Linked DNA regions of Gossypium hirsutum: region 2 is linked to region 1. Evidence: chromatin contacts called from public Hi-C data. All regions are on one chromosome and are shown on one strand. Each heading gives the region's core, a stretch centred on a gene start, on an enhancer-like site or on the middle of the called end of the contact. The rest is flanking DNA. Distances are from core to core; before and after follow the strand shown.

What was found. Hi-C and Micro-C count contacts between places; a contact is called where the count stands out from the background.
Region 2: a Hi-C map of leaf shows a contact between it and region 1, with 2.2 times the contacts expected there. The contact joins the promoter of LOC107920988 here to the enhancer-like site in region 1. A contact is called at or near these places in 4 of 34 Hi-C or Micro-C datasets (callus and leaf).

What each region holds. Positions count from the first base shown.
Region 1 is chrD01:27,496,191-27,501,488 of Gossypium_hirsutum_v2.1, reverse strand. No RefSeq gene overlaps it. Among protein-coding and RNA genes, the nearest start is that of LOC121213572, 6.2 kb to the right of the region's middle. Within about 2 kb of position 2,683, at least 9 of the 9 cell types and tissues checked have an H3K27ac peak or open chromatin away from gene starts, as enhancers often do. A contact at or near this core is called in leaf, where this site is marked.
Region 2 is chrD01:27,644,417-27,649,714 of Gossypium_hirsutum_v2.1, reverse strand. LOC107920988 reads right to left here and starts at 2,673. Exons shown (of 1, transcript XM_016850835.2): 1 at 1,180-2,673. The coding sequence starts at 2,673. The coding sequence ends at 1,180.

The DNA.
Region 1 (5,298 bases), core at 1,434-3,933:
AACGCGTTTCAAAGGATGGAGATATTTTCTCATTCGAGCCCTATGAGTTATTCGCACCTTTTTAATGTTTTACAATTAGTTTTTTTTATCTTTTTATAATTAGCCCTTTAATTTGCTTTCAATTTCAATTTAGCCCCACTGGAACGACGCCGTTTTAGAGGAGAGGAGAAAATTTCCCTTCCAGCCCCTCTATATAATTCGCGTGTTCAATTTAATCTTTGGGTTTTATTTATTTGCAGATTTTCCCCCAAATTTTTCATATTCAATTCAATTTAGTTTTTTTTTCTTTTTTTAAAATTAATTAACTTCCATAATGTAATTATTTCTTTTATTTTTTAATTATTTTTATTTATATATATTTGTTGTTTTTATTTTTTTAAACAAATATTTTATATGTACGTATATTTATTTTTTAATATTGTAATTATTATTTAATATTTATATATATATACTTTTTATGTATCCATTTATCTTCCTATATATATGTAAATTTTCTATAATGTAATTATTATTATCATTATTTTTTATATGTACATATGTATATATATTTTTAACAAATGTTTTGTTTATATCCATATGGATATTTATTCTTTTTTTTAAAAAGGGGTTCAAATATATATATTTTTAAATACCTATTTTATAATCTATATATATTTATCTATTTTTCTTTATATTCATAAATATTATGTATTGCATATATATATACGTTCCATAACCCAAAAATTTATTTGTAAATCATATATATATTTTAATCTTCATAATTTCTATGTTCATATTATATATATTCTTTTCTTCATTTATTTGGTTGGCTTTCCTCCTTTCGTTATATAATTGAGTTTACATTTAATATTTTGCATGTCATGGATTATTGTTATCGATTTTGTTTATTCATTTATTCATATTATTTCTATGTCATTGTAATATTTATTATTGCATTGTATATTTAATGTAGCATCATATCATTTTTCACTTGATTTCAAAATTTTCAAAATTGAGATAATGCTTGTATTTAGGATTTTCAAGGAAATTGAGCCCTAACGTATTGGGTTCCGATTTTCTTCGTTAAATCTAACAATCGAGCATTTCTCTTTAATCAAAAAAATAAGAACTCATTATTAGGAATTCAACACGTTGTGTCCTAACATATTGGATGTGACGCATTGATTTCTCGAAATGAAGATTTTTTCTAAAAAATAATAAAGGAAATATTCCGAGTTTGGGATTTTGGAGGAATTGTGCCCTAACGTATTGGGCCGCGATTTCTTAAATCTTGAATAAATGAATATTCTTTTAAATTTTTATTACACAAGTATTCTGGCCTAATTCATTTTGAGGAAATTAGAATGTCGTGCCCTAACGCATTCGGTGTGGCATTTTCTTTCTCTGAAATGATAAGGGTCTTAATACGTAACGTTTAAGAGTTTTTGCTAAGGATTATATTTTTCAAATTTTCGACATTAAGACATTAATTAATTAACTAGGTACCAATTTTTGGGCGTTACGAGGGTGCTAATCCTTCCTCGAACGTAACTGACTCCCGGATCCATTTTTCTAAAACTTGTAGATCAAAGCCATTTTTTTAGGTGATCCAATCACACCTTAATAAAAGATTTGTGGCGACTCCCAATTTTTATTTTTTAAAGTCAACAACCTAAATTTGTTATTTTTCAAAAAAATGGTTTTGACATCATTGATAATTAATTAAATTACTAAAAATACCTCCTCTTATTTTCATACACCTTCCTGAACCTTTGAAATCGTGGCCATACCCTTACAGATTTTCGTTAATAGTCCTTGTTGGAACTGTTGGAACTGACTTTGCAACAAGTCAACAATATTATAAACAGATTCGATCAAAGAAACTTTGGGATAGGAAGCCTTGAAGGGGCTTCCCCTATCCTTAATAGTTATATTCAACCTTCGACCATAATTATTATTATTTTTATTATCCATTTTTTTACTTCCACTATTTCTTCCCCCACAACCGCGCTAAACCCTCTACTTCTACGCTAAACCCCATTTTTACTGGGCTATTTGTGCTTACCAAAACCCCAGGTCAGACGTTCGCTTTAAACACGACGATCGAGTGCCTACTTGGGTCTAAGATGCCCTCCGTCGAGGCAACCGTGACTTCCTACAGACCAACAAACCCTGAACGAGGAAAAGGTTGTGAACTGCTCCTTGAGGCATCACCATCTTGGGCTCCTTCGAACAGCCCCTCGTCTGTCTATATCCCAAGCATTGTTGGACTACGTGGGTGACCACCAGCGTGCGAAACTTTTTCTTTTCCTGCCTCAGACTTTGACAGATCGACGGTGAGTCGCACTTCCTTCAAATTTTCGCCACCTTGCACCAGGTGAGAAATTTCTAGAACCCTAAGCTTAGCAGGTAGCCCATCCAGGCCTTCTCCAACCTTCTCTCCTTTTCTAAGCCTAACTCCTTCATTTCCCTCTCCCCATGCTCCACTAGGCCCCTTCCCTTCAACAGGCCTGTGAGACCCTAAACCCAAAACTAAAGGATTATCCACAGCAGGCCATTGATGCCTGAAGCCCACATTTGAAACCCCAACTTCCTTTTTGATGACCAATTTAGTAGAGTCCAATTTCAGCTGGCTTGCGCTAGCCCTAGGCCTGCATCCTTCCGTCGACCCATAAGACGCTTGCCCTTTAATTACTATGTTACCTCTGCCCTCCTTCTGTTGTTTTAAGCCCATGAGAGATAGGTTAACTTCCTTTGTTGGGGCCAATACTACTGGCCTATTCCCCTTGTAGCCCGGTTTAGCCTTCAACCCAGAATGATCTTCTTGGTCGCCCTCTCCTACTACTAGGGTTTCTAGTGCATGGTAACGTGAGTTGCTTGGTGTCCCCATAACCTCGTCGTCATTCCCCTTCACTACCTTCAACAATCTCCAACCTTTCCTTTCCACTGATATCCAATGGCCATAGGTGATTGATTTTGCCACCGGTTCATCCATATTTGAGTCTAGTTTTGGTCTTTGCTCACTCTTGCCAATCGCATCCCCTTTCCCCCGATTTCTTTTGGCCATTAACTTCCTTAGGGAAAAGCTCTTTTTTTAGCCGTAATGGCCACACGAGAAGCATATAATGGGTAAATATTCATATTCTACCCGCTGGAGAGCCCCGTTAACCAAAACTTGGGATATTAGATGCTTTTCCAAATTCACATAGACTGTCAACCTTGCAAATCTTTCCCAAACCTCAACATTAGTGTTGAAATCCAACTTAGGGTGAGTTTGAATGGGCGGTGCATTTACTTGCGGTTAGTGTAAAAATAGCGGTGACGGTGAGATTAGATACTGTAGTGATACTGTAGCGTGAGACAAAAAGTAAGCTAAACCCACCCTTAGTGACCTACCCTATCGTACCCCTTATTTCCCATAGGATTCTGCCCTTATACATGTGCCCAAGCAAACCCCAGAGCCGAATCCAAGCCATGACCGTGCTTGGATAATGTTGAGAAGTGCTGAAATCCTCGATCCAGGGTTGGACCGTGAGTTACTTCCCATACACAATCCATGGTCCTTGGGATAGTACTTTCTCAAAGTCCTCCATACTTTGAAATTTTGCCAAGTAGTCGTTTTCCACGTCCATTAAGCGAAACGACCGGGACGGTTTCTAAAGGGAGCACACCTTATTGTAGAGTGCTGAGTATCCAATGCTCCTTCCGAGGAGCTTGATTACCACCGTGCACGCCATGTCTTTGATGAGGAGTTTATTCACCTGTTCAGAAAAGTGAATTGAAAGGATCCCATTAATCGATGATCGTACAATGTCAATTTCTGACAGTTCAAAATCATCTTTGCCATCGACATTGTTCATGGTTTTTGTTCGTACATCGGCCCGAAGTCTAGTACCCAGCGAACGATCTTTCCAAGACAAGGGTTTTCCTGTAGCTAGAATTGGATCCATGATCACGTCTAGAACTCCCTCCGTCGCCCTAATACGAACTTTTTTAGTCGAACGATTAGCTAAATTCCCTTCATCGTAGATTTCATGATCCATCGATAAACCCTGATTTTTTATTGAAGAAATTAAATTTTTAATTCAAGAGCTTGATGACTACAAAGCTCTTTATTTCAAAATAACATGGAAAATTTGTCTTAACTATAATATTAGAAGAAGAAGAAGCAGCAAATAGAAATATGGGTACTAAAAAGTTGTATAAATTATTATTTAGCAAATGGGTAAAAATGATTTACATTTAATATAACTCTGATCTTTTATTGAATTTTTCAATAAATTACTACTTTACTGTTATTCTTAATTTTGTTCATCTTCTATACTTGTCTTTTTTACATTTAAATTATTTCATATTCTTTTTTCTTCATACTAAACTCTTTACATTAAATATTACTTTTAAGTATTGTTGGCTATAAAATGAAGATAAATTTATCCAATCAATCATCTCATGCAAAGCAAACTATGTTAAATTTGTTAACAATATGGTAGGTAATCAATTTTCATTATTAAATAAAAATTTATAAAAACAAATTTGATGTTTAATAAAAAATTATAAAAAAATATTTTGACAAATAAAAGTATATCATCAAATTAGCCTTAAAAATATAAAATTTTGATTTTGAGATTATAACATATTTCTTTTATAAAATATACAATTGTAAGAGATGATGACAAAAAAAAATCTATATTAAGAGATAAATTTGTTATCAAATGTATTATAATCTATAACTTTATTTTTTTTGTTAAAATCATTATAACTATATTTATCTATAAATCCTAATTTAAAAAATTTTAATATATATTAGATTATAATCCAATTAGATAAAGGAAGAAATAAATTTAAGAAAATTTTAAAATATATCTTTGTAACATAAATTAAAATTTAAGTTTCTCTTATCATAATCAAAAACCTTATGAATACATTTATGTATAAATCCTTATTATCTAATCATCTTCCATTATGCATTCTTTTTTATGGTAAATTTTTTATTCTGATACTTGGAGAAAAATCTTAATTTCTTTCTTTTTATTATTACTAATACTTGTTTTTCTTTCAGAATTTTACTTGCAAATTTTATAAATTCAAAGTATCTTTTTTCATTTATTTATTTTTTACTAAATCTCTCAAATAATTTTGAGTTATTTATAGTTAATTGTTGTGTTGGCAAGAATGATGTTTTTTTAGTGAAGTGGATAACATACAGTGCTCACTAATGAGTATACAATGAAAATTGATGCCATTTTTATTTTGATGGATTATAACATTGGTTTTAAAGGTATCTTGTTGTTACTCTCATATAAGTTAGGGTTATTTATT
Region 2 (5,298 bases), core at 1,424-3,923, 150 kb before region 1:
TCATTTTCAACAAACTGTTTTAGCTCATTACCAAAGTAAGTAGAAGATGCAGATTATTTGGTCATGCAACCTGCTACCAAATTCATAATTTAATTATTTTTAGAATCTAACTCCATGAAAAATTGAAAAATAAATAAAAATAAAATTATATCATTTTAATATATATATATATTATTCTTTTCTCTCCTGTCTCATACCAACCGGACATTTTTGTTTAATATCATTTCTTCACTCTAAACCCTACTTTCTTTTTACTACAAAATTTATTTATATTTCAAAATTTATAAAATAAATATAACTTATATGGTGTATAAAAATGGATTGATGGTTATTTAATTAGAGATAAATACTAAAGTCTCGGTGAAATCAAAATTTTTTAGGGATCAAAATATAATTTCACTAAATAACTTATATCTTTATAGTTTTTAAAAAATTAAATTAAATTTTTATCATTTTTAGAAGTCAAAATATAATTTTATCTTTATTAATTTAAAATTTTAAAAGACCTAAATAAAAAAAATTTATTTTAGGGGGTCAAGGCCTTGTCAATCCCCCTAACCAAAGCTATAATAAATTTCTATGTAATGTGCAATGTTATATATAAAATTTAATTTTATACATTAAATTTTAATTTTATTAAAATTCACAAATCAGTAGCAATCTTATGGAATAAGCACGATTTTATATTAATATATTTCATATACGAATAATACATTAATCAAATATGAAAATAAATGTTTGCATTCAATTATTTAAATGTGTACAACTGAATTAAAATTGAAGTTTTATGTATACATATTAACTATAATTCAAGTTTCAAGTGTATAATTGCACAAATTTAAAATTAATGTACATTTGATATTTGTCTCATTTAATTATTTTACAAATCTACAACAATTATTCTACTTCATAATCGGATTAGTGTTTAAAAATAGAGAAAATTAGACTCAAGTGATTCGGTCGATAACTCGCTTTGTAACCACTAAACAAATAATTATACATTGATTAATTAGAGAAACAAAAGAAGAGAAACAGAAAACTTGTTTATTTGTTCTTTGGCTAAGAAATCCCTATAATCTAAAAAGATTTATACATCAAAATCAAAATTTTACTATAAAAAATAACAAAATTATAATTCCTTTTTTATTTTCTAAACACTAATTAAATTTTTTTCCTTTACTAACAATCCCTATAAACATAAGAATTTGTTTCACATAAACATATTAGCTTCATAATTATGGAACTAAGATCATGACTGCTATTACCGCGTTGGATTATTGAATATTCTGCAGTTGAGTTGGAGCTCGAACTCATGAGTGAACTCGCTTCCTGAATTGACTCCGTCGATGTGATCAAATCCACATTCTTCAGTAAATACCCGTTCCCGACGAGTTGACTCAAGATTTCTGACTCCGATATCGAGTTCTTCTTCTTCTTATGCTGCATTGTAGCTCTGACGATCTCCGTCAACATTGCATTGGCTAGTCTCCGAATCCCTCTAGCTCCACCCATCAGAATCGCTGAGTTGACTTGCAAATGGGACTGAGTTTTATCCGAGTTCCTCTTGCTGTGCTTCCCACCGGTGCTGCTTTCCTTTGTTAACAAATAAACCGATTCGGGACTCCGATTCCTGACACGGCCGAGTGGGTCACTCAGTAACATCATACTTTTAACATCCACTAACGTTATATGCTTAAAATTTCGCCTGATTCTCCCTAATAACATCGGATAACAAGCCCATCTTCTAAAACTCATCGGAACGTGATCTAAAAACCCAGCCAGCGAGTTCTCTGGATCCAACTCGTTCACATCGAATCCCACTACCGAGCCGTAAGTCAACCGAGTTGACTCACCTTCAGCTTCAGTTGAATCGCCGGAATTCCCTCGACCCTTCTTTCCCCAAATAGTCTCCCCAACATCTTTTTTCCCAGATTTCCAAAACTGGGCCGACTCGAAACTAAAGACCGAGTCACGAGAACCCTTGTTATTGGAAGCTTTATAGTGTTGAATAAGATTGAAGAACGAGTCGTTCTCTTCATGAATAACAAGGTTAAATCTCGAAGACGAAGACCCAAAAAGAAAAACAATGTCGGCTTTCGAAGTAATACCAGACCTATGCAAGACTCGTAAGAAAAGCCTGAGTTCATCTTCGGTCACATCTTCAACAACATGGCTGACAATAAGATCGTGCATGGCTTTCGTCCCACGTCTGTACAAAGTTCCCATCCTTTGTAAAGCAAACGAAGATGGCAAAACCCCAGGGTTTTGCTTAACATTAACTGGTTTGTTATAATCCCACATGGGGAAAAACCATTTCAAAGGAGGAGGAGGAGGAAATTGGGTCTTTTGAGATAAGAACCGACGAGAGTTTTTAATGGTGAGAGAAGGAATAAAAGATGGGGTGGAAATGGAAGGTTCAAAAGTAGAGAGAGTGAAGAGAAGAATCGTGAGGAAAACCAAAACAAGGCAAATGGAAATAGTGGATTGAGCTTTAGAGAAAAGGAGACTGGAAGAAGCTGTTCTTCGAACAAATCTTGTTGACGGTGGCGTCGTGGTGGTGGTGGTTTGGTTATCAACGGAAGAATTAGTGATTTTGTTTTGGTCGCCATGGAAGAACACCAAGAGTAAACCCATGCCTTTGCTTTCTTTGCCGTTGGCTGCTGCAAACCCCATTTTTTTTTTTTTACTTTCTTTGCTTTTTCACATCCTTTGATGGCCCCCTTTGGCTTTTTTTTTTTTTTTGGCTTCGAGTGGTGGAGAGGATTGTTGTTTTCACAAGGACAATAGGGACGAGCTTATGGATACTGTTATATGGTGGAAATATAATGTGATTTCATTTACTTTATAATTCTATTTAATTATTTAGATAAATATTGTCATACTGAATTCTTTTTATTGTTTAATCACAATATCTAAAGTATATTGATTATAATAAAAATTAATTTAGGTACTAATCTAGTTGTATTAATTATCTTCAAAATTATCTCAAGATAATGAAGGAAATAAAATATCTTTCTTTATCAACAATGATTTATATTAACTTTTTATTAATTTTATTCACTAATAATGTGTAAATATATTTTATATTATTATGGCACAATTGCAGTTGTAAAATGATTTATTTGGCCTTTCAATTTTATAAAAGACGTCATTTTAGCTTTCTATTTAAATTTTTATTTTTTTTTAACTTCTAAACTTATATTGTTTGTCAAATCATCCCATAATAGATAAAAAAATTTAACGTCTATTAACTTTATTGTGGATTTTCCATATGGATGTCATTGCAGTAATTAATTAATTTTTTAAAATTTAAAAAATTAAAAAAAATTTATAAAGAATATTTCTAAAAAAAATTTAAAGTGTTTAAAAGCATAAAATATTATTTTTATTTTTTATTTTAAAAAATTAATTAATTGCTAATGGGCATACACATGGACTACCACATGAATGTCACGTTAGCAAAACTAACAAACGCTAATTTTTTCATCTATTTTGAGATGATTTGACAAACAATGCATGTTTAAGGGCTAAAAGAGGTGAAAATTTCGATGGATAACTAAAATAATTTTTTTGCAAATTTGGAGGGCAAAATTAATCAATGCCAAAAATTTATGTAAAAAGCTTATGAGACATTGGTTGAACTTTCAAGACATTGGTGTCATAGGTTGAGGTTGGAATTATTTTTATGTTTTTCCTTTAGTCAATGTCCGGTTAACTCATTACACCTATTGAGTCAGTGACCTAATAATAGTATAGATATATACATAATATTAATAATCAAATATGTGATCGAGTTTTGTGCAACAAATCTTGTTCTGGTTTTGATTTTGGTTTTGTCATAATTGTCGAAAATACCCTCAACATTTATGAGTTTTTGGGTTTGAGCCCTTAATCATTTTTTTATTGACACCCTAAACGTTACGATTTTTTCAGAAATCAACTCAATTTTAACAGTAAACATGAGTTGATCGCCAATCAAACTGCAAGTAAACAAAATAACCTATGTGGCATGCCACATAAGCACGATATCATAGATGACGTCATTTATAAAAAAGAATTGTTATGAGTGCAGCAAAACCAATGAAAACTAACAACGAAACTAAAAAAGAAAAAGAAAAAGAAAAACATTCTTTTACTATCCTACTGGTATAAACAAAAATACAAATTTTCTTCTAAATAAAATAGATCATCAAATAAATCATAAATACCAATGAAAACTAACAGCGAAACCCAAAAAATTCCAATGAATCTGACTTCTTCTCCAACCTTTCTTCCACTACGGACTTCTCCAGTTTCTGCTTTTTGGAAACGTCTTTGGTTTCTTTGTTTTCTTCCTCTCTCCCACACTTCGATTTGGAGTCATCATTGGCATTGTCTCTAGCATTAGGGTTTTGGGTAGAGGAGTCAAGGTTTTCGAGATCCATGTCTTCAATTGGTGGGTTGGCCTCGATGGTTCTCCGACGACTCCTCTTTCTCCGCCATTGAGGAAGATAAGATTTCAAACCCTAGAATGTTTGGTGACAGTGGAAGAGTTAATAGAGTTTGCACAGAGGTTTTGTTTAGCTTCCCATGGGTAGATATGTGATGAGGAAGACGAATCGAGCCGCACATGTACTAGCTGATGCAGGTACATTCTATTTTTGAAAAAATCGTAATATTAAGGGTGTCAATAAACAAAAGTTAAGGGCTCAAGCCCAAAAACCCATAAACATTGAGTGTATTTTTGACAATTATGCCTTTAGTTTTTTTCTTATAATAAAAAATAGATAAAGTGATAATACATAAATGATATTAACAAAATTTAAGCAACGCAAATAATTTACTATTACAATAATAATTATTTAACTATATTACTAATTAATTAATGCTAGTATTTATTTTTCAATTTATATATCTAAAAAAATACATACTCCTTTCTGCCACAACCATTAAAAGAAACCTCCTTGTCAATAAGGTTTTTACTCAGTTGGCAAAAATGGAGATCTTGAGTCTTAAGTACCCATTTTTTGAGACTTACCATGCACAACTATATGTGCAAGTTTTTGAGTCACATTATGTATGGAGTTTTAGTTTAGTTAGTTCTAGTTTGTTGGCTTTAATCTAGAATGTATTCAGTTTTTAGTTTGTTTGTGTTGCAATAGTTTGATTCTGGTTGGTGGTTACTTGAGCAATCCATTTGTAATAGTTTGATATTTATGGTTACTTGAACTTGTATCTATAATTATACTCTACTCGTTACACTTAAGAAAAAAATCCCTAAAATCTACCCACTACTTTTCTTTTCATTCTTTTCTAGAG